Regions from separate parts of the Mus musculus genome. Here regions 2, 3, 4, 5 and 6 are each linked to region 1. Evidence: chromatin contacts called from public Hi-C, HiChIP or PLAC-seq, Micro-C and promoter capture Hi-C data. All regions are on one chromosome and are shown on one strand. The core of a region is the stretch at or near the end of the contact, and the rest is flanking DNA. Distances in the headings are between cores, read along the strand shown.

Region 1 (3,241 bases), core at 541-3,040:
ATATACATATATGTGTGTATATATGTGTGTGTGTACATGTTTGTCTATGTATATATATAGGCAGAAAAACAACGCACTCTAAATATATTAGGAAGGGCAGCTCAGAGACCCAATGAAATCTGTAAAGATGTGTGAGAGTTACAAACTGACTTCCAAGCCAAGACTGGACACCTATGGTCCAAAGAAGACTTGGGCACTGCAGACTTAAAGCCACCTTTCTAGCAGAGACTGAGGCAAAAGGATCTAGCATTGAACGAAAATCCTTGAATAGCCTGGGAAGGTGTAAGAAAGACTCAAGCAACCCCCACCCTAGACTGGTTGAAACCCAGTGGCATTTTACATTAAAAAACAAACAAACAAACAAACAAACAAACAAACAAAACACTCTCTACTTCTCCAGCCAGTACACTTGCAGGGAAATTACGTTCTACACACTCGAAGTTCTTTGTTTCCATCCTGAGAAACCCCAAAGTCTGAGGTGGTGTGGTGTGCTGGGTAAGCCCCCACACACTCCAGCATTCCCTGGGAGTGTCGGTCAGGTCCATAGAGGTGGCTTCTCCCAAGGACTTCCAGCTTCCTGGAGGAAAGCAACACAGAAACCCACTTCGAGACAAAGGAGTTACTGCTTAAATCAGGTCTTAATTTCCAAGTTTCACTTTGCTTAAAGTTCACCGGAGGACCATCTCACTCCTGAAGGAAAGATGTATTTGGGGACTCATCCTCACCCTCTTGTTCTCAAAGGAGACTTCCGGGAACATAGCAAGGGCTAGGCCGAACCTCCGCAGTTTGGGCTAAGGTGGGGGGGTGGGGAGCAAGGAAGGTAGGTGAGGCTGGAGGTCCAGGGATAGGGGAAGACTTGGAGAATGAGGTTGGGGTGGGGGAATAACTAGGAAACTCTGGCGCTTTCCCCGCCCCTCACAAAGCCGAGTCCAGCTGGAGCCACCTCCAGACTCTCTGGCCAGAGCCTCAGAGTGGCCAACAGTCCCTGGCCAGCGGTTGCTCTATCCAGGCTAAGGGCACCCACTCCCCTGGAGATTCCTGAACCTGGGCCAGGAAGAGCCGAACTAGACAAGCGTCTCCAATCCATCCCGTTTTGTCCCCGGGGTTGTCTGCAGTCCCGTTAGTCCCTTCCCTGGCCTGTTCGCCCCTTAGACCTCCACACAGGTCTCCCTCTGTGTAGGAATTCACCAGACCCTGTCCTAGCCACCCGCTCAGTTCCCCCTTCTACCTAGGCCTTTTCTAGCTAGTTGGATGGGGGATGGGTTAGGGAGGCTGTGGTCCCCGAGACTCCAGGTGGGAGCTCACGGGCAGGTACTCCGCAAAGGAGCTGGAAGGCAGGTCTGGAAAACTGTCCCCCAGATTTAGGATTCTGGACAACGTCCATCTGCTCATGCTTTGGTCCCCCACGCACCTCCCCGCCTCCTAAATTCCCCATCCCCACCTTTCTTGCTCCTTTCTGTTGCTTCGTCCTCTCTGCCTTGGGTCTAAAACTCCAGGCTTATGCCTCTGCAAACAACCCCCTCCCTTCTAACCCCAGCAGAACTCCGAGGAAAGGGGCCCGATGCTCCCCCCCTTCCCGCCTGTGGTTAGAGGGGGCAGTGTGGCAGTCCCAAGTGGGGGCGACCGGAGGCTGTCTCGGTGCCCCGCCCGATCAGGCCACTGGGCACATTGGGGGCGGGAAGCTGGGCTCACGAAAGGGGCGACTGGCCTTGGCAGGTGTGGGCTCTGGTCCGGCCTGGGCGGGCTCCGGGGGCGGGGTCTCAGGTTACAGCCCCGCGGGGGGCTAGGGGGCGGCCCGCGGTTTGGGCCGGTTTGCCAGCCTTTGGAGCGACCGGGAGCATATAACTGGAGCCTCTGCCGGGGGAAGACGCAGAGCGCCGCTGGGCTGCCGGGTCTCCTGCCTCCTCCTGCTCCTAGGGCCTCCTGCATGAGGGAGCGGTAGAGACCCGGACCCGCTCCGTGCTCTGCCGCCTCGCTGCGCTTCGCCCGGGCCAGGCTCTGCCAGGCCTCGCGGTGAGCCATGATCCGCCTCGGGGCTCCCCAGTCGCTGGTGCTGCTGACGCTGCTCATCGCCGCGGTCCTACGGTGTCAGGGCCAGGATGCCCGTAAGTCGCCCGCCGCCCCTGCCTACTTCCCTGACTTGTGACCCTTTTCCTCCTACTCCCTCCCCCAAGTACTGGTCCGGGTTAGGGCGCTAAGTCCTAAGCGCAGAGTATACAGGAGTACACTGATCCTAATTCTGCGAGTAAGGACCTCTGTCGCAGCATCTTCAGTGAGAGTCACGATTGGAGACTTTCTCAGGTCCCTGCGTTAAGCAAGGATATGCAACAGGTTTGAACACAGACGCATCACCTTCCACCAGCTTTGACCAGGACGTTTCGAGCTCAGTAAAAGAAGCCCCACACTTAAAAGTAGGAGAGAAATCGAGAGACGCCTACGGGTTGATTTATCAGCCTAGTCTAGGGGTTAGACGCTGCAGAACTCAAAGGGGCGCTAGACAAAGAACTAACTCTGACCCTGATGGGTTGAAATCTGAGGCCACAAAGAAAAAGCGGCTCCCGGCGACTTCAGCGCAGCTCTCCAGTCCCCTCCGCTATCAGGCTGGCCCACAGTAAGGTGCAGCCGGGCAGCCCTTCTTTGAAACTCGGCTCTCCCCTTGCCTCCGTTAGGCTGCAGGAATTTGACACTGAAAAACGTTGACATTGCAAACAGACCTGCTTTCCAAATGTGTCCCCAAGAGCACCCACCCGCACACACACACACTGTATACCCTACAATGAGTTACTTTACAGCGTGTGTAGCCGTGGATGGATATGGGGTCAGGCTAGTGACCTGCGTATGGCTATCGTTAGAGGTGGCAGCTGTATAGCCTCGGTCCAAGGGCGGTTCCCGCACCTTTCCATCTCCTCCCTGGGTAAGATCCACTGTCTGGGATTATATTCAGGACAACCGAAGCCTGGAAAGTGTATTAGGTAGAGAATTTTCTTCCACGTGTTTGGGCACGTTTCCGACGGGTAGGGTTCCAGCCCTGTCTTTCTCTGTATGTTACAGACTGTTAATCAATCGCAGGTGAAACTGTTTGGACAGTAGGTGGGGATCAAAGACCCTCTGCCCGTGAGACTCTGTGCTCTTTCCCCTGCCACCAGGCTGTCTCCAGAGATGCTTTAGAAGGAGGCGGGCCCGGGCGGACTTTTTGCTCTTTAGCTTGGCGGACCCGGCGGGGGGCAGGGCTAGAGCGGGG
Region 2 (3,241 bases), core at 509-3,008, 950 kb after region 1:
TACCTTCTAGCTTGAGAGCACCAGACACGCCCATGTTAGGTGTATGTGCAGGCAGAATTCCCATACACGTAAAATAAATACTTTTTAAAAAATTAAAAAGGACAAGAAAGGAAAGATGGATGCTAGGATTCCTGGTTTTGAAAAGTTGGGCAGTTATACATCTCTCGGGCATGAGCTGCTGGCATGAAGGAACTATTTGCTTTCAGCCATGTTTTTTCCCCACTGATATTCTGTTTATGGGCTTGCCTTGGCTTCTCCTGTGTCTCAGGTCAGGCCCTGAGAGATAGAAATCTTTCTCCTGCCTCAAATCCTTTTATTGTGGTCCAGCCATTATGACCTGCTAGTAGCTTACTACATACACTCCTTACGTGTTATTAAAGAGGCAATGGTGAGATAGCACAGTATAAATAAAACCCAATTTCAACAAGCTGAAGGGGACTTTAAAATTATTCTGTTATATTCTAACTCCACAAAATTGAACTTCTTGCCAGGAGAAACCAAAAGGGTGTATATATCATATTTGACCAGGATTGCTAACCTACTCTCGTGAAACTAAATATTTCTTATATATATTGTGCTTTTGGGGGGGGGGTGGTACAAAATCATGCTGTGGTAGAAGTTATATATTCTTCTGTTGCTACCCTTCTGTTGAACTGTTTTGTATAATCTGAGGTGTGTGTGTGTGTGTGTGTGTGTGTGTGTGTGTGTGTGTGTGTGTGAGAGAGAGAGAGAGAGAGAGAGAGAGAAGAGAGAAAGACAGAGACAGAGACACACATAGAGACAAGAGACATAGAGAGATCTATCACTGATGGAACGTTTTGAGTGTTCCTTATTAGCATGCAGATGTTTCTGTTGTTACATTGTTTTCTTTCTGAAGTGCCGCCATGTTCTAGTACTGTTCTAATACAGGAGCTATGAAATGGGAAGAGCTAAGTGTCCTTCCTGAAGACAGACAGTTAGACCGGCAGCTCTTCATAATTTACGTTGGGCGCGTGAGAGTTCCAAAAGCCCTGTCTGTGTCCCTGGTGGGTCTGTTAAATCTTCAGAGGCCACTTCTCCACCAGTGAACCCCTTCTGCCAAAAAAGAATGGCAACTTTTATTAAATAAACACGGACCTTCTTTGAAGCGGGAACTATGCTTAGTGTCAGAAAATGGTTTTATCAGAAAATGGTTCCATATACATATTTTTCCTTAAGACCCTCCTAGCGAGCAGAAAATGTAGTTTATTATAGCTTCCTTTGTACTCAGAATCATATTTAAACTAGGACCCCATAAGAGAATTACAGGAAAGGTTCACAAGTGGGTGACGGCAAGGTTGCCCTTGTATTGCATAGAGATTTTTACTGTGACCACCATATTCTATTTGTTTGCTTTGTGTTATGTGGTGACAGTAAGCTGTGTAGTCCGTGAAAAAGTTGTTTGTCGAATACTCTACACTGACTACTTTTACCTACTTAACGATGTAGATATATCCTGCACACAGGAAAATCCCCCCAAATAAAGAAACTTCACAGTCGAAAATGAACTCACACCAAACTCTTTGGTAACAAGACCCAGGGCGGGTGGAGGGGCCTCCATTGCTCTCTGGGCTCCAGGCTTCCCTCTAAAAGGACAGCTGGACAGCTAGACTCCACCTGGAAAGATGTTTCTGTTGACAGATCAGGTTCCTGCACTGCTATTGGTGGCTAGGCTGGAAGGGAGGGTCCTCAAGAAAGGAGATCGAGATGCTGCCCCCTATCACAGGATGGAAATTTCCACTCTTTGGGAAGCCAATAGAGAAGACGGAAGGGTCTCCCGGTCTAACCCTTGCCGCCACATCCATTGGATTCCAACCCGAAGAGGGTAGACAGAAAGGCGGGTGAGTTAAATGTGGTATATTTTCTCTTAAAAAACGACTCAGCGTGGAATTTTAGGGCTAGATCCTAACTTGTGTGTGTGTGTGTGTGTGTGTGTATGTTTGCGCGTGTGTGCGCGCGTGTATGTGTGTGCCCCCGCGCGCGCGTGGGGACAAGCGCACGTGGGGCATTCAGGTCTCGGAACTGTGTAGGGTCAAAATTTGTTGGTTGTACCTTAGAACTACAGGCTAACTGGGTTATTTCAGTGACTAGAAGTGAAGTAAACCAGGGCAGGCGGAGGGGATAGCTTGAGGGGCTTTTTTTGAAGGCTCCTATTCGAACTGTGCCTGCGTGGCCGTCTCCAGAGACTGGTGTGGGCTTGCCGACTGGAGGTCTATTGGCTCTGAGATTTTTGTTGTGGGACCTCCTTGAACGATAGCAGCTGCCTTATAAAGAGGGTCTCACCCTTCCTAGGATCTGGCTCCTCACCCTTGGGGATCGTGCCCACTAGGTGCTACCCGAGTTGCTGGAAGTGTGCCTATGACCCCCCGCCCGCCGGAGGTGGTGGGGGAACACGGGTTCAGGGTTTAAAATAGACTCGCTGGTCTCTTGATAGTTGGTAGTTGAATTTCCTGACTGTAAGCATGCTCCCGTTGTTAAATTGCCTTACGGCGAGCAGATCAGCATGCTCCCGGAGTGCGAACTCTAAGGCTTGGGGACTCTAAGGAGTCCCAAGAGCCTGGAGCAAAGTGAGAATTTGATTTAGAGCCGAGACTGCTTCCCACATGGTGGGATCGGGGATCCGCCACACCCAACAGCTCGTAGGCGCCGAAACCCCGCGGTAGGGTGGGGGTCGCGGGCATGAATGGAGGACTTCAGAGGAGAGGGAAACTGACCGTGGAGTAGTTGGGAGGAGACAACTTGGTCAACCAGAAGGAACTCCTTTTGCCTTGAGGCACTGAGCAGGGACAGACAGCTGAAAAGGCGTAGGTGGCTCTTCAGGGTATCAGTTCCTGGGGACGGACCCTCGTGGGGATCGGTCTGAGGTTCCCGTGGAGGGATCGGTCTGGGGTTCCCATGGAGGGACCCTCGTGGGGATTGGTCTGGGGTTCCCGTGAAGGGACCCTCTTGGAGATCGGGTTGGGGTTCCCGTGGAGGGACCCTCGCGGGGATCGGGCTGGGGTTCCCGTGGAGGGACCCTCGTGGGGATCGGGCTGGGGTTCCCGTGGAAGGACCCTCACGGGGATCGGGCTGGGGTTCCCGTGGAGGGACCCTCGCGGGGATCGGGTTGGGGTTCCCGTGGAGAGACCCTCGCGGGGATCGGGCTGGGGTTCCCGTGGAGGGACCCTCGCGGGGATCGGGTTGGGGTTCCTGTGAACCGATCCTCGCGGGGATTGGGCTGGAG
Region 3 (3,241 bases), core at 513-3,012, 790 kb before region 1:
GTACCCTACAGTCCAACATCCTTGGAGTCATGTGTGCGAAGCATGGAATGCCCTCCTCTCTAAGCTTTACTGAGACTCCAGAGCCTTAGCAGAGCAGCTCCAAGGGGAGATTCCCAAGTAGAACAAATCTGCATAGCCAAGATCGCTACTAGTATTGGCAGTGCAAACTTTGCTGGGTGCGAAGCACAACCCTAGCTAGCCCTCAGAGATCAGCTTCCCAGGTACCTTTGAGGAAGGCTAGGGAAAAACAGCTGTCGCCCAGCGCCCACGATCCGGAATTCCCTTTCTGTGGGCCAGTGGCTCAGCAACGTTAAAGATCATGCTCACAACGCAAGGCTAGAAAGAATCTGGTGCTGACCTACGGTAACTGCCGGCACCAGGCGATTCTCAGTTTGATCACATATAACCCTGGGATGTCTTCCCTGCCTTCGCCCGCCTATGCCCTGGAGATGACCCTGCTTTTCCCTTAATCCCGGAAGCGTCGCTTTCCTGGGCACCCACCTCGGTTGACGATCTTGCCGAAGAGGTGGGGCCCCGGAGCAGTGGGGCAGTTCCAGCGGCGGTTTCGGAATTGCCATTTGCACTCTCGCACAGCGCTCTGGAGCCCTCCACTCACGCTGTGCAGGATCCCCGGGTTCTGTCGGATCAGTCGCCGCTGCTTGCGGCTCAGCAGCTGCAGACTGGGCTCGAGCACCAGCTGCAGACTCTTGGAATCCGTCAACAGGTTCGTGGAGGAGGCTATGTTCACGATGCCCCTGGCGGGATGCATAAGGGTTCAGTCCAGGGGAGGGGACCTGCATCCTAACCATACAGGCTGTACCACCCTATCCTTGCCTGGCCCTGAGCTCCAGAGTCTAGTGAGTGGACAGAAAAGGCATGGCTACCTTAGCTCTTCCTTTCTTCAAGTCAGCCCCCGAGGAGAAACCCCACCTGCAGCCTTGCCCACCTTGAAAAACTTAGGAATTCCACTCCCTCACCTCAAAGCTAATATCTGGTTTTTTTTTTTTTTTTTTTTTTTTTTTTGGTTCAAGACCTAAGGGACACCTGAGCACCCACCACAGCGAGGTTGGGACCTGTTGCTCAGCAGAAACGGGGTCGTATTAAATGGGAATGGTCTCTGAGCCTGGTGTATCTGGGCTTCTGCATGCCAATGATGTGCCCCCACTTCAGCAGAGCTAGTTCTAGGTGTGAGCACCCTGGATGTGAAGTCACAATGCACGAGGGGGGTCTGTAGGTTGGTGATCCCCACAGCGTGGGAGCTGGGTAAGGCCCGTGCCTGGCTCTTTGCCCCAGGACAAGTGGCGGACCCCGTACTAGCTCACTTACCACCATCGGCCACTACTGTTGGCAGCCAGGGCTGCGGGCAGAGCGGTCAGTGCCAGTAGCAACGTAGTAGAAACCCAGCTGGGCAGCAGCGCCCAGAGCCCCATGGCCTGCCTGGCCTTGCTGGTTCTGTGCTGCGGTTCTGACGACTGTGGTTGCTGTCCGCGACGGTGGGACTGGACACAGCGGTGAGGGCAGTGATGCGAGTTCCCAGGCTGGCTCTAATAAGTCTGGAGGCGGGCCGCAGGCAGCATGGTTCGCTGTCCTGGCTGCTGGGCTGAAGCAGCCACTGCGGGAGGCACCGCCTCTTATAGGCCTCTTATAGTTGCGGCGCTGACTGCAGTGAGAAGAGGCTGCCCCTCCGGGCCCGGGCGGCACTAAAAGCACCAGGGCGCACTGGTCAGGGCCACAGACAATGAGTGGCGAGCGAAGCTGTGGCTCTTGCCGGTCTGAGCAAAGAGCTGACAGGCTAACCGTCGGGGCTCACCCCCGCCCCCTGCCTGGTGGCCCCCGCCTCCAGGTCTGCACTGGCCGCCGACCCCTCCCCTTGGGATGGCCTCCCACGCGCGCCGGCCTCACTCTTCTGCGCGTCCGGAGCCCGTCGGGGACCAGCATCCGCCAGGGGGCGCGGAGACAATGCGCTGGGGACAACCTGTTTGCAGCCTGGATTGCCTCCCCCACACGCGCCGGTGGGGCTGTCCTCTCGAAGTCCGTCTCCTCTGTCCCCCCTACGCTGTGGTCTCTTCTCTTCCCTATTCTGAATGGCAGGATGAAAGTTGTGGTTCTAGCCAGCGACTCCGTGGAGACACTTCCTCACCCAGGAACCCCGACGGCTGGACAGAGAAGGAAAAGAAGGAGACAGAGCATGGGTGGAGCTGTGGTCAGGGATTCCCGGGCGTGGGGTGTAGGGGTAGGCTGAGCAAACCGAGCTGGTGGCAGTGAGAAACTCAGAAGCGCCCAGCAGTTTGCCTCTGTGGGCTAGGGGGAGTGTAAGCGTCGGTGTGTCACCCGTGAGATTAAGTCAAAGTGTACATGTGTTCTGAGGGTGCACGCTCCTGTGTATTGGTGTATCCAGAAACTTCTAACGAAGAACATTTTGAGCCCTTTCCAAATAATTGTGTAATTTGGCTCAGGACAGGGAGAGCATGAAGTCATTTTGTTACAGTCACCACTTAACGCAGTGTATCAGGAAGGAGGTGGGGCTGTGACAGGAGACGTCCAGAAGGCTGCAATTGTGTTTGCAGGTGGGTGCATGAGTGTGTGTGTGTGTGTGTGTGTGTGTGTGTGTGTGTGTTTGTGATTAACGACGTGCACTCATAGGTGTCATTCTGTCGCTCTGGGTACCTAGTGTCACCCTATGGCACCTTGAGTCAACCTGTGCTTATCATTAGATGTGCTAGTCATGAAGATGAACCGGGCTTGTTTCTCTGGCAACTAGGCTCAGAAAGGATAGGACCACCAGCCGAGTAGCTGTCAGATGGAGCTGAAGACCTGAGGGAAAGAATGCTTGTGGGAAGAAGCTGGCTCCTTTTGGTTTTGTTGTTGCTGGTTTTGTGACCGGATCTTGCTGTGTGACCCTACCTAACATAAAGGTTTAATATGTAGAACCCATGATGGTCCAGTGACTGCTGGGATTACAGGCCTATTCCGCCACCGTACCTGCCCAACTCAAGATGAACATAATTGGGGGGAATGAGAGATGGCTCAGTGGCTAAAAGCACTGACTGCTCTGCCAGAGGCCCCGGACTCTGTTCTCAGCACCCAAGTGGTGGCTTATAGCCACCTGTAACTCCAGTTCCAGGGAATCAGGTGATGTCTGAGCCCCACTGACACCAAGCACACACAGGTGCACGTATACATACATACATACATACATACATACATACATACATACATACATAAAATAAATCTCCTGAAA
Region 4 (3,241 bases), core at 432-2,931, 720 kb before region 1:
TAGGCACACATTTGACGGGTTTAAAGTGCATCTATAAAACCCCATATCCTCAAGACACAGCATGCTACCAACCCCAGGAATTCCTGCCGCCTGTGGCTTCAGTTAGTATTTGAGGGGGGTTTTATGTAGCCATGCTGGGGTTCAAGGTGTGCACCACCCTATCCCACTGTACCAATTCAGGTTCCAGTGTTTTGTTTTTGTTGCTTCTTTAAAGAGAGTTTGACTGTGTAGTCCTACATGGCCTGAAACTCAGGAATTTGTCTGCCTCTGCCCCCTGAGTGTTGGAATTAAAGGTGTGTACCACAACATCTGGAAGGCAGGGTTTTGCTTTTTTTTTTTTAAGATTTATTTTTATTGTGTATATGGACACTAGACGAGGGCATTGGAGTCCTTGGAGCTAGAGTTACAGACTTTTTGAGCCATCTGATGTGTGTGCAGGGAATTGGTCTTTGGAAGAGCAGCAAACTCTCTTAAGCACTGAGCCATCTATCCAGCCTCTGACAATGAGCATTTAAAAAATAATTCCTGGGTTAGGGGTGTTAACTAAGGCGCTTGCCAGGTATGAGCAGAGCCCTGCCTGGACTGGATCCCCAATACCACAAAGCCACCCCCAGAGAACATGAGAGCTTAATTAGAATGATAGCATTATATATGGAGGCACTCGCTAATGGGGCTGGAAGAGGAAATCCCAAAGGAAACTGGTTGGGTATTAGAGATGGAAGAAATCTCAGAATGTCGGTACAGGAGAACCACCAAGACAGCCAGGTCAGGGAGGTCAGGTTCTTCCAAATAAGAGGAAGTGTGTGTTGGGTGTGTGTGTGTGTAGTCTGAGCTGCTGGCCAGACACACAGGTGGAATTGTGTTTACAACCGGTATCAATGCTAAAGAAGACAACGAACCAAGAAACAGCCTGAGAATAAATATGGTATGGAAGGACACCATGCCAGACAGCCTTTGAGTGAGTGACCAGGAGCTGGGTACCACAGCTTAGGTTGTCAGTGAGTGTTCAGACCATGAAATTCGAAACTGGTAAGGCTGCCTAAAATTACTTGAGCCCCCTTTAAAAACTGAAGTCCTTGCATAAACACAAGACTGGTGTCCGTGCTGCTGTTGTGAAAAGGATTTGTGGAAAACAGGAAGGAAACGCCATTGCTGGTAGGAGAAGATCTGTGATGGATCACTTTTTACAGGAAGATGCCCCGTAATGCTTCCCAAGACAGGAGGCTGGAGAAGCCGCCAGCTCTTTCTGGACATACCCGAGAGCAGAATGAACAGGAGTGTGAAGGGTCAGCCGACTTGGACACCTGCCTCTGGGCTTAGTGGAAAGGGACAGATCTTAGAAGACCGAGCAGAGCACAAATGCTAGCCCTGTGCTTGAGTACTGTCACCAGTTGCCATGTTAACCTTGGGCAAGTGCCCTAGCTATGAAATGGGGACAAGTGTGTGCCTCCCTTTCCTGGCCATTCGCAGGTTAGAGACAAACGAACGCCCCTCTTTACAGTTGGTAATGGCAAATATGTGCTATTACATGATCCAGCCGTCGTCATGGGTCAGAAAGACTGTTAGATGGGTCACCATCCGCGACCTCCATCACAGGTTAGGGAATTCTGCAGTCTCTTCCCCTCTAGGAGGTGGGGACAAAGTGGAGGGAGGGCTGCAAGAGGAGGAGGAGGAGGAGCTAGCGCCTTGAAAACCCGCCCATACCAGTCTGGCCTGGAGTGAGGGAACCCGTCCTGGTCGCGTGCACCCGAACAGCCTGCCCTGGTATCCTGGTGCTCTGACCCGGTCCAATCATGACCCTGAGCCCTTTGCTCCTACCACTCCAGCTGTTACTGCTGCTACTGTTCAGTGGGGCGGTGTGCCGGGCTGAGGCTGGGCCAGAAACCGAAAGTCCTGTCCGGACCCTCCAAGTGGAGACCCTGGTGAGGAGACTGTGGTGCCACTCCCCTCCCCCCACCCCATGTCCCGCCGTTCCCCTTTACGGCCAGGGATCGCGGGGAAGCCTGGGACTCTAAATGGTCCTGTGAGAGTGAAGAGGAAAGAAGCGAAGGAACTGAGTTGGGGGAAAAGGTGCTGGGTCTCCAGAGGAGCTTAGGAGGAGCAGCCTTGACCCTTGTAGTCTGATCGTAGGTGCAGCCCCCTGAATCGTGCACGGAATCTGCTGCCATTGGAGACACGCTCCACATACACTACACGGTGAGGGGCTTGGGGGTCCGGGGCGTGGCCTGGGAGGGGCGGCGCCCGGCTGAAACACGTCAGCTTTGGCTTGGACACGTGGCAAGCTATCCTAGAGAACTTGAGTCCTAGGATCAGCCCGCACGTGGGGGCGTCCTCTCGCCTGCTTCTCTTTCTTCCTTGTTTTCTGCCGATTCCTCTCCAGCGCTGAGAAAAGAAGGATAGAGAGAGCTCCAAGAAGCGCCAGCCCCGTGGGGCTTCCTGTTCCTTCTTGCCCATGGTGGTGGTGGGTGGAAGGAGATGGGGACAGGACACAAGTTTGTTAAAGGGGTTGCTTCCTTCCGGGTGGTCCCAAATTGTGGGAAGAATGGTGGGTTTAGACCCACCATTTTTTTTTGTCTTCAGGGCAGTTTGGTAGATGGACGCATTATTGACACTTCTCTGACCAGAGATCCTCTGGTCATAGAACTCGGCCAAAAGCAGGTGATTCCAGGTATGTGCCCCGTGCCTCTGACCTCTCCCTAGCCTAAGCCCTTGCTTGCTTGCCGGCTGTATTGCTCTGGAACAGCCGCTAGAATGAAAAGGATCCCAAGGCTCTCCCGCTACCTCAGACTCCACTTCTAACACTCTTCTTGCCCCACACATCACTGCGGCAGAGAGTCTGAGAAGTGGAGCTAAGCTCATTTGATGACGGGGAGCCTTTGATTTTCCTCTTGGGTACTGTGGGGAAGATATGTAGCTTCTAGTTCAGTTTTGCCTTCTTCCTCAAGGTCTGGAGCAGAGCCTTTTGGACATGTGTGTGGGGTGAGTATCTGAAGGCCGGGGCCTGACTGCTCCTTTTTCCGGGTAGAAGGTTTCTCTGTCATCCCTTCTCCAGTGGCAGGACGTTGTAGAGTAAAGGGCCCCTGACTTCATACTGGAGAGGTGCAGGTTAATGGGAACCCCCCCCCCAGGGCATCTCTCCAGCTGTCAGTTTTGTTGGGGGAGGCTGAGTGCTGTGGGGAGATTGGTGACTTTGCTGATCCACCTGTCAGGTGGAGAATTTCATATTTTGGTGTCGCTATCT
Region 5 (3,241 bases), core at 540-3,039, 630 kb before region 1:
AGAGATCTAAGAACCGGGGAAGGTCAGGAGGGAGCAATGGGTCAGCAGGCCGCCCTCAAATAACATCCAGGTATCAGTCTCCTGCATCAGCCCCGGCTTCTCACCAGGGATGAGAAGGTAGCTCCTCGGGCCCTGCAGCCCCGCAGAGAGGTCTCTCCTCCAGCTTATTCTGACTCCCAGGGCTATGCCAACTGTCCCTTCAACTGTCAGAAAGAGGTGCCCACCAGAGCCTTCAGAACCACCTCTCTGCTCTCCCTTGCAACGTAATTAGCCCCAGAGCCCCATGGAAAATTGGGTCCTGAAGGAGCCTGGTCCCAGAATCAACTGACTGACACATGCCTGCTCTGAGGCTCACCACTCCTCTTTCCTGGGCCGGAGATAAAAGGCTCGATTTAATCCTGTCAGGGGACCCTTTCAAGCCCTGTTAGTGGTCCTTTCCCATATCGAGTGGGATGTCTAAGGGGAGACTGGTGACTCCATGAGGCTCTGACACTGACCCCCCCCCCCAACTCTTGTCCCATCTTTCCAGGCAGTCTTTCTGCTCTCTGAGCTCCGGGAATCACTGTCTAATGAGCTGATTTGTCTCAGTGGGTCAGGAGATAAAAGCAAAGAGAAGAATTAAATATTTATTGGTTGCCTGGTTCTCGGAGCAAAGAGCTTCCTTCCCATCCCCATGCCCCTGAGCTCCCCTGGCCTCACCTCCAGGCCCTCCTCTGCAGGGGGCTAGACTGAACACAGTCTGATGGCCCACCCCTGTGGTTGGTGGCCTTTCCAAGAAGCTGAGCTAGAGGCAGTGGTGAGTGAGAGCAGTCAAGGCCATGCGCAGGGGGGGTGGGCAGAGAGGAAAAAGAGACCAAGTTCTAGAATTCCTGTCTGCAGAGGCTGGTACGCGAGTCGCTAATGTTCTTCCAGCTCCCTAATTTGTCATTTACTTGAGGCACAAGTCCGGAGTGTCTCCCCCGGAGCTCAGCTTTCCCTGTTGTGTTCAGACCCCATGAACCCAGGATACGGAACTCCAAATGTTCCATGTTCGCTCTAAAAACCTCGGTGTCGGGGCCTTCTGTCCTCCCCTCCTCAGCCTCCTATGTCCTGAGCTTTGGGGCCACCTGCTCGAGCCTTCCCCCTACAGCGTCCCTGTGCACACACCGGAGTACCTGGGATACCTGGCTATGAGAGACCATCTTCCCACTTTCCTAGAGAGCCCCCCGCCGGCTTACGCGCGCTGCCCCGCTCGCTGCCAAGGCGTTTTTCAAAGTGCAGAACTGGGGGAAGGGTTGAAGAGAGAGAGGTGTCATCCCAACTCCCCCACCCCCACCCCCCACCCTCCCCCGCGGGCACTCACCGCCTCCGAGTCCTCAAACCCGGGCACGTAGGAGTCGTCATACATGGGGGAGTCCGGGGTGGGTGGGGGGAGCGAGCGGCGCCGGGGGCGAGGACGGCGGGCCGCGCCCGAGATGCCACCGAGCCGCGCAGCCCTGCGGGCGGCGGCGGCGGAGAGCGCGAGCGCGAAGGAAGGAGCGAGCCGCGAAGACCAGCTGCTCGCAGCTCAGATCACCGCTCCCCTCCCCACCCCCCAGCCCAGCCGGTCCCACCCCGAGCGCGCCAGCGCGGCTGAGGAATCTGCCGCCGGCTCCCACAACAATAGTGCCCGCCCACCTGACCCCCTCCCGGGAAGACGCGGGCGGCGGGGGCGCGGCAGCCAGGGGGGACCCGCCGGGGCCGCGGAACCGGGCGCACGCGAGTCGGGAAGGTGGGTCCCCGGCACCTCCGGGGCCGGGGCGGCGGGGAAGAAGGGCGGAGAGGCTGCAGGCGGGGCGGATCCCGGCGGGGAGGAGGCGGGGCGAGGAGAGATGCAGAGACAGGGACTCTCGCAACCCAGGAACTGCTCCGCCGGGAAACAAAGGGCTGGCGCGGGGGAGGGGAAGGGGAGAGACGCCGCAACCAGACGCGAGCCCGGTGGAGAATCGAGAGGGTGCGGGCGGCGGGGAGGATGGCTGGAGAGAGAGGAGGACTGGAGGCAGGGAGAACGCGGAGACAGGAAAATGGAGATCTAAAGGAGGACGGACAGCAGATGGGGAAGAGGTCTCAGGTGATCCGGCAATGTCAGCTCTCTGCAAGTCCTGGAGACACCCAAAGCAAACCCCGCAGTGGTACTAGGGAGAAATGGTTTTGAGCTCCCAGACCCGTGCCATGAAAGCAGCTCCTGCCCCAACAGGTGCCCGGCCCTCTCCGTTCCGGGCTGCGGTAAAGGGCCGACCCTTAAGAAGGGGGAAGTTCGGGGACGGTGGCTAGGCCTCCCCACACCTGTTGCACGGGCAGATTTTATCCAAGTTAAGCCGGGATGGAGATTCTCTTCTTCACTTCCCTGCCAAGGATTGTGCCAGACATTGCCAAAGCATCCGCGGGAACTGGGGCAGAAAGGGGCTGTTTTAGGTGAGCTTAAAGGGTGGAGCAAAGGTGCGATCCTGACGCTGAGGTTGGGAAGGAAGAAGGGTAAAGCCTACCGCTTTGCAAAAGACCAGAATTACGTACGGTGTGCAGGATGCTGGTTCTAATCATCCAGCACCAGTCAGCGCCCTCCACCCCCACCCCGCCATTCGAGGAAAGAGTCGCAATCTCTGAAGAGATCTTCTAAAAGCTGTCATCATTTGAGCTCGCTCCCTTTTTACATCCCTCCCCCCCCCCCCCCGACCAAAATTTTCCTTTTGCATTTTAACCTCCTGCTTGGGCATCCCAAGAGGATGTGAGGCAGACACCAGCCGTGCTTGGTGTCTCGCTTTCTCAACTCAGCCCTTTGCCACTTCTAGCTCCTGAAACCCCGGAGGGTGTAAGTTCAGGACACTTGCCCACCCTTCCGGTTACAATTGGGAAGGGTTCAAGAGATCTATAGAAGGTTCTGTGCGGTAGAAAGGAGAGGAAGACCACCCACCCAAGCCAACTGGCTTCCCACCTATATCTTATCTTCCTGTTCCCTCGGTAAGAAAAAGATGGGGGGGGGGGCTCATCTAATGACACCCTAGTCTGTCTCCTGACTGAAGGACCGGCAGGCAACTTTATTGGAGCCCTTGTGTCTGAGGGCACCAGCTGCAACTGGGGGAGGCAGCTTCCACTGCTCCAACCCAGTGTGTTTGAGGGTTAGTTCGATATCTTCTGTGTCCCCAAGTACTGCCTTGTCCTGTACCATCCTTTTCCTTTGTCTCCTTAGTCCCCTCTCTCCTCCCAGAGGGTGGAGAAGTGTCAA
Region 6 (3,241 bases), core at 475-2,974, 600 kb before region 1:
GGACACAACCAAACACCCAAATCTTTGGCTCTCCCAAGTTGGCACGGCTGTTAGGAGTGCCGACGAGCAAATAAGAAAAAGGAAAATTATAGAACGGCAGTTGCTGATAAGAGCTGCGGGGAGAGAGAAAAATTATAAAGCTGGGGAGGGAGATACGGAGCCCCAGGAAAGGGAGTTGCTATTTTAAAAGGCTGTGAGAGAGCAGAGCTGATAAGGGACTTGGGCTGTGACCTAAAGGAGCTCCTATTCCAGTTGGGAACAGCAAGTACCAGGGTACCAGCCTGGGCAGAGCCTGGCATACTGGGGAACAGCAGACAGGCTGGTGTGACAGGTGTGATGAGGAAGACACGGGACCTGGACTGTCAGAATTAGCTGGGTTATTAGTTATTCCATGTGGACTGCTCTAAAGCATTCATGTTCTTTCTCCTTGTCGGCTCTCCACCCAGCTCTTTGTGATACTAAGTGTGGAACCCAACGCCTTGTGTGTTCTAAACAGGCATTCTACCACTGAGCCGCACTCCCCTCCCTCCTTTCCTCCTTATTGTTTGCTCCTACGTTTATTGAGCACCTACTGTTAGCCCCAATAGCTCTGGAGATGAAGTGCTGACAAAAATAGGTATAGTTTCTACATGCACAAAGCTTGTAGTCCCCGGGACGGAGGCGTACGTTAAACGAGAAATGATTTAATTATAATGGCAATAAGTACTGTGGAGGAGATGAACAGAGGTTAAACTGGACCAAACGTAGTCTTAGGGGTGGGGCTGGGAAATTTTCCGTGAGGAAGTAACGTTTAAACTGTGACCTGTGGGAGAAATTGAATTTAGTTTGCTGAAGAGTGTGTGTGTGTGTGTGTGTGTGTGTGTGAGAGAGAGAGAGAGAGAGAGAGAGGGGGGAAGGAGGGAAGGAAGGAAGGAAGGATATGGAAAGAATCCCTTTTGTGTAGAGGTCAACGATCAACAGTTCACAGCAGAACATATTCTGTTGACAAGATGTATTAGGCTTGTGTGTAGTTTGTTTTTGTTTTGTTTTCTTTTCTGAGACAGGGTTTCTCTGTGTAGCCCTGGCTGCCCTGCAACTCACTTTGTAGACCAGGCTGGCCTCGAACTCAGAAATCTGCCTGCCTCTGCCTCCCGAGTGCTGGGATTAAAGGCGTGTGCCACCACACCCAGCTCAATTTTTTAAAATATGCTTTTATGTGCATTGGTGTTTTGCTTTCATGCATGTTTGCATGAGAAAGTCAAAGCCCCTGGAGCTGGAGCCATAAACAGTTGTAAGATCTGCTTTGTGGGTGCTAGGAATTGAACCAGAGTCCTTCAGAAGTATGGGGAGTGCTCTTAAAAACTTAGCTCTCAGATCCTTTACTTATATGGTTGCTGGGTCTTTTCCATGTGTCTGTGTTCCTTACCTTTGAGTGGGGGTGCAGCTGCCTCTCCTGGGGCAGTTTTATCAAGACGGTGGGAATGGGAACTGGTGAGATGGCTCCTCAGTTAAGAGCACTGACTGCTCTTCCGGAGGTCATGGGTTCAAGTCCCAGCAACCACATGGTGGCTCACAACCATCCACAACGAGAAGCAAGCAAGCAGGGCTGGAGCAAGAGGGAGAAGGGGGGGAAGATGGTGGGAATGAAGACCAGAGTTGTAGGAAGCGCTCAGGTCACAGGCTACTATGGTGGCTGTGGCCACGCAGTGGTATTAATACCATTCCCTGTCTCTCCTCCCAGCAGCATGTCATGGTTTAGTGGCCTCCTGGTTCCCAAAGTGGATGAACGGAAAACAGCTTGGGGGGAACGCAATGGGCAGAAGCGCCCACGCCACGCGAATCGAGCCAGTGGCTTCTGCGCACCTCGCTACATGAGCTGCCTCAAGAATGCGGAGCCACCCAGCCCCACTCCTGCAGCTCACACTCGGTGCCCCTGGCAGGATGAAGCCTTCATCAGGAGGGCGGGCCCGGGCAGGGGTGTGGAGCTGGGGCTGCGGTCAGTGGCCTTGGGGTTTGACGACACTGAGGTGACCACACCGATGGGCACAGCTGAAGTGGCACCGGATACATCGCCTCGGAGCGGTCCGTCCTGCTGGCACCGGCTTGTGCAGGTGTTCCAGTCTAAGCAGTTCCGCTCTGCCAAGCTGGAGCGGCTGTACCAGCGGTACTTCTTCCAGATGAACCAGAGCAGCCTCACGCTGCTCATGGCGGTGCTGGTGCTGCTCATGGCTGTACTGTTGACTTTCCACGCTGCGCCTGCCCAGCCTCAGCCTGCTTACGTGGCCCTGCTGACCTGTGCCTCTGTCCTTTTTGTGGTACTCATGGTGGTGTGTAACCGACACAGCTTCCGCCAGGACTCCATGTGGGTGGTGAGCTATGTGGTCCTGGGCATCCTAGCAGCCGTGCAAGTCGGGGGTGCCCTGGCAGCCAATCCACACAGCCCCTCGGCGGGCCTTTGGTGCCCCGTGTTCTTCGTCTACATCACCTACACTCTTCTTCCCATTCGCATGCGAGCCGCAGTACTCAGCGGCCTGGGCCTCTCTACTCTGCATTTGATTTTGGCCTGGCAGCTCAACAGCAGCGACCCCTTCCTTTGGAAGCAGGTAGGTGTGACAGAGTGAGGGTGGGAAAGAGAACTTGCTGATGGAGGGACACAGTATCGATATAGCCATGTCTAGATCGATCAGGCCAAGCTTCACGGGCTAGCCTCTGCTTGGGACTTGTATCAGTGAGCATTGACGAGGAACAGGTCTGTAGTGTGTCACCACAGGCCAGTCTTCAGCTCTTTGGCTTAGGTCAGTAGACATGCCATGTGCAGGTCTCCCTGACCTCTTGGTAACCTCTGAGACTCAAGCCCTGTTGTTACTCCTACGAAGAAGCAGCTGTAGGTAGTTTTGCAAAGCTTCCATAAGCAAGGCCTTTCTGCTCCTTGCCAGAAGCTGTGGCCTGTAGCCCACCATGGCCTCAAAAACAAAGAGAAAGTTGCTTGGGGCTCCTGGGGTGAGGAGCTGGGTACTTGGGCTTCATGCCCTTCCCTGCTTGGAACAGTACATACCTTTTTAACAGTAACTTTATAGCTAGTTTGTTGTGGAGCAGAGTCCCCGCAGGGCACTGTCAGACCTCTTAAAGGGACAGACCCTTCTGTGCTAGCTAGGCCCTAGGTTCTCTTCTTGGTTGCCTGAGAAGTGGGGGTTTGGGGTGAACTGCTCTTCTGGGGGAGAAGATGCTCAGGAGTGATGTGGTATCCCCCCCCCCAACTCCG

The links. Promoter capture Hi-C pulls out the DNA fragments that hold promoters and counts their contacts. Hi-C and Micro-C count contacts between places; a contact is called where the count stands out from the background. HiChIP or PLAC-seq counts read pairs in DNA pulled down with a chosen protein or histone mark.
Region 2: a contact with region 1 is called in an H3K4me3 HiChIP or PLAC-seq map of embryonic stem cells, with 4 times the contacts expected there. The contact joins the promoter of Slc38a4 here to the promoter of Col2a1 in region 1. A contact is called at or near these places in 1 of 39 promoter capture datasets (hippocampal neurons), 1 of 115 datasets of contacts at active chromatin or transcription factors (embryonic stem cells) and 1 of 9 other capture datasets (liver).
Region 3: a promoter capture Hi-C map of embryonic stem cells shows a contact between it and region 1, with 18 read pairs. The contact joins the promoter of Wnt1 here to the promoter of Col2a1 in region 1. A contact is called at or near these places in 3 of 39 promoter capture datasets (embryonic stem cells and pre-B cells), 5 of 484 Hi-C or Micro-C datasets (all in embryonic stem cells) and 2 of 115 datasets of contacts at active chromatin or transcription factors (both in embryonic stem cells).
Region 4: a promoter capture Hi-C map of embryonic stem cells shows a contact between it and region 1, with 4 times the contacts expected there. The contact joins the promoter of Fkbp11 here to the promoter of Col2a1 in region 1.
Region 5: a contact with region 1 is called in a Hi-C map of embryonic stem cells, with 3 times the contacts expected there. The contact joins the promoter of Cacnb3 here to the promoter of Col2a1 in region 1. A contact is called at or near these places in 1 of 39 promoter capture datasets (embryonic stem cells), 2 of 484 Hi-C or Micro-C datasets (both in embryonic stem cells), 1 of 115 datasets of contacts at active chromatin or transcription factors (embryonic stem cells) and 1 of 9 other capture datasets (adipose tissue).
Region 6: a contact with region 1 is called in a Micro-C map of embryonic stem cells, with 2.2 times the contacts expected there. The contact joins the promoter of Adcy6 here to the promoter of Col2a1 in region 1. A contact is called at or near these places in 5 of 39 promoter capture datasets (the SN4741 cell line, embryonic stem cells, frontonasal cranial neural crest and 2 more) and 2 of 484 Hi-C or Micro-C datasets (both in embryonic stem cells).

What each region holds. Positions count from the first base shown.
Region 1 is chr15:98,003,273-98,006,513 of GRCm38.p6, reverse strand. It overlaps Col2a1 (collagen, type II, alpha 1), which reads left to right and starts at 1,790. Exons shown (of 54, transcript NM_031163.3): 1 at 1,790-2,105. The coding sequence starts at 2,021.
Region 2 is chr15:97,054,473-97,057,713 of GRCm38.p6, reverse strand. Slc38a4 (solute carrier family 38, member 4) reads left to right here and starts at 1,758. Exons shown (of 16, transcript NM_027052.3): 1 at 1,758-1,859. All of the region lies in intron 1 of Gm32840 (a long non-coding RNA gene), which reads right to left.
Region 3 is chr15:98,788,378-98,791,618 of GRCm38.p6, reverse strand. It overlaps Wnt1 (wingless-type MMTV integration site family, member 1), which reads right to left and starts at 1,762. Exons shown (of 4, transcript NM_021279.4): 1 at 1,327-1,762; 2 at 502-755. The coding sequence starts at 1,430.
Region 4 is chr15:98,726,638-98,729,878 of GRCm38.p6, reverse strand. It overlaps Fkbp11 (FK506 binding protein 11), which reads left to right and starts at 1,681. Exons shown (of 6, transcript NM_024169.4): 1 at 1,681-1,922; 2 at 2,131-2,196; 3 at 2,581-2,668; 4 at 2,946-2,979. The coding sequence starts at 1,794.
Region 5 is chr15:98,633,315-98,636,555 of GRCm38.p6, reverse strand. It overlaps Cacnb3 (calcium channel, voltage-dependent, beta 3 subunit), which reads right to left and starts at 1,789. Exons shown (of 13, transcript NM_007581.3): 1 at 1,343-1,789. The coding sequence starts at 1,387.
Region 6 is chr15:98,603,215-98,606,455 of GRCm38.p6, reverse strand. Adcy6 (adenylate cyclase 6) reads left to right here and starts at 1,724. Exons shown (of 21, transcript NM_001368413.1): 1 at 1,724-2,582. The coding sequence starts at 1,725.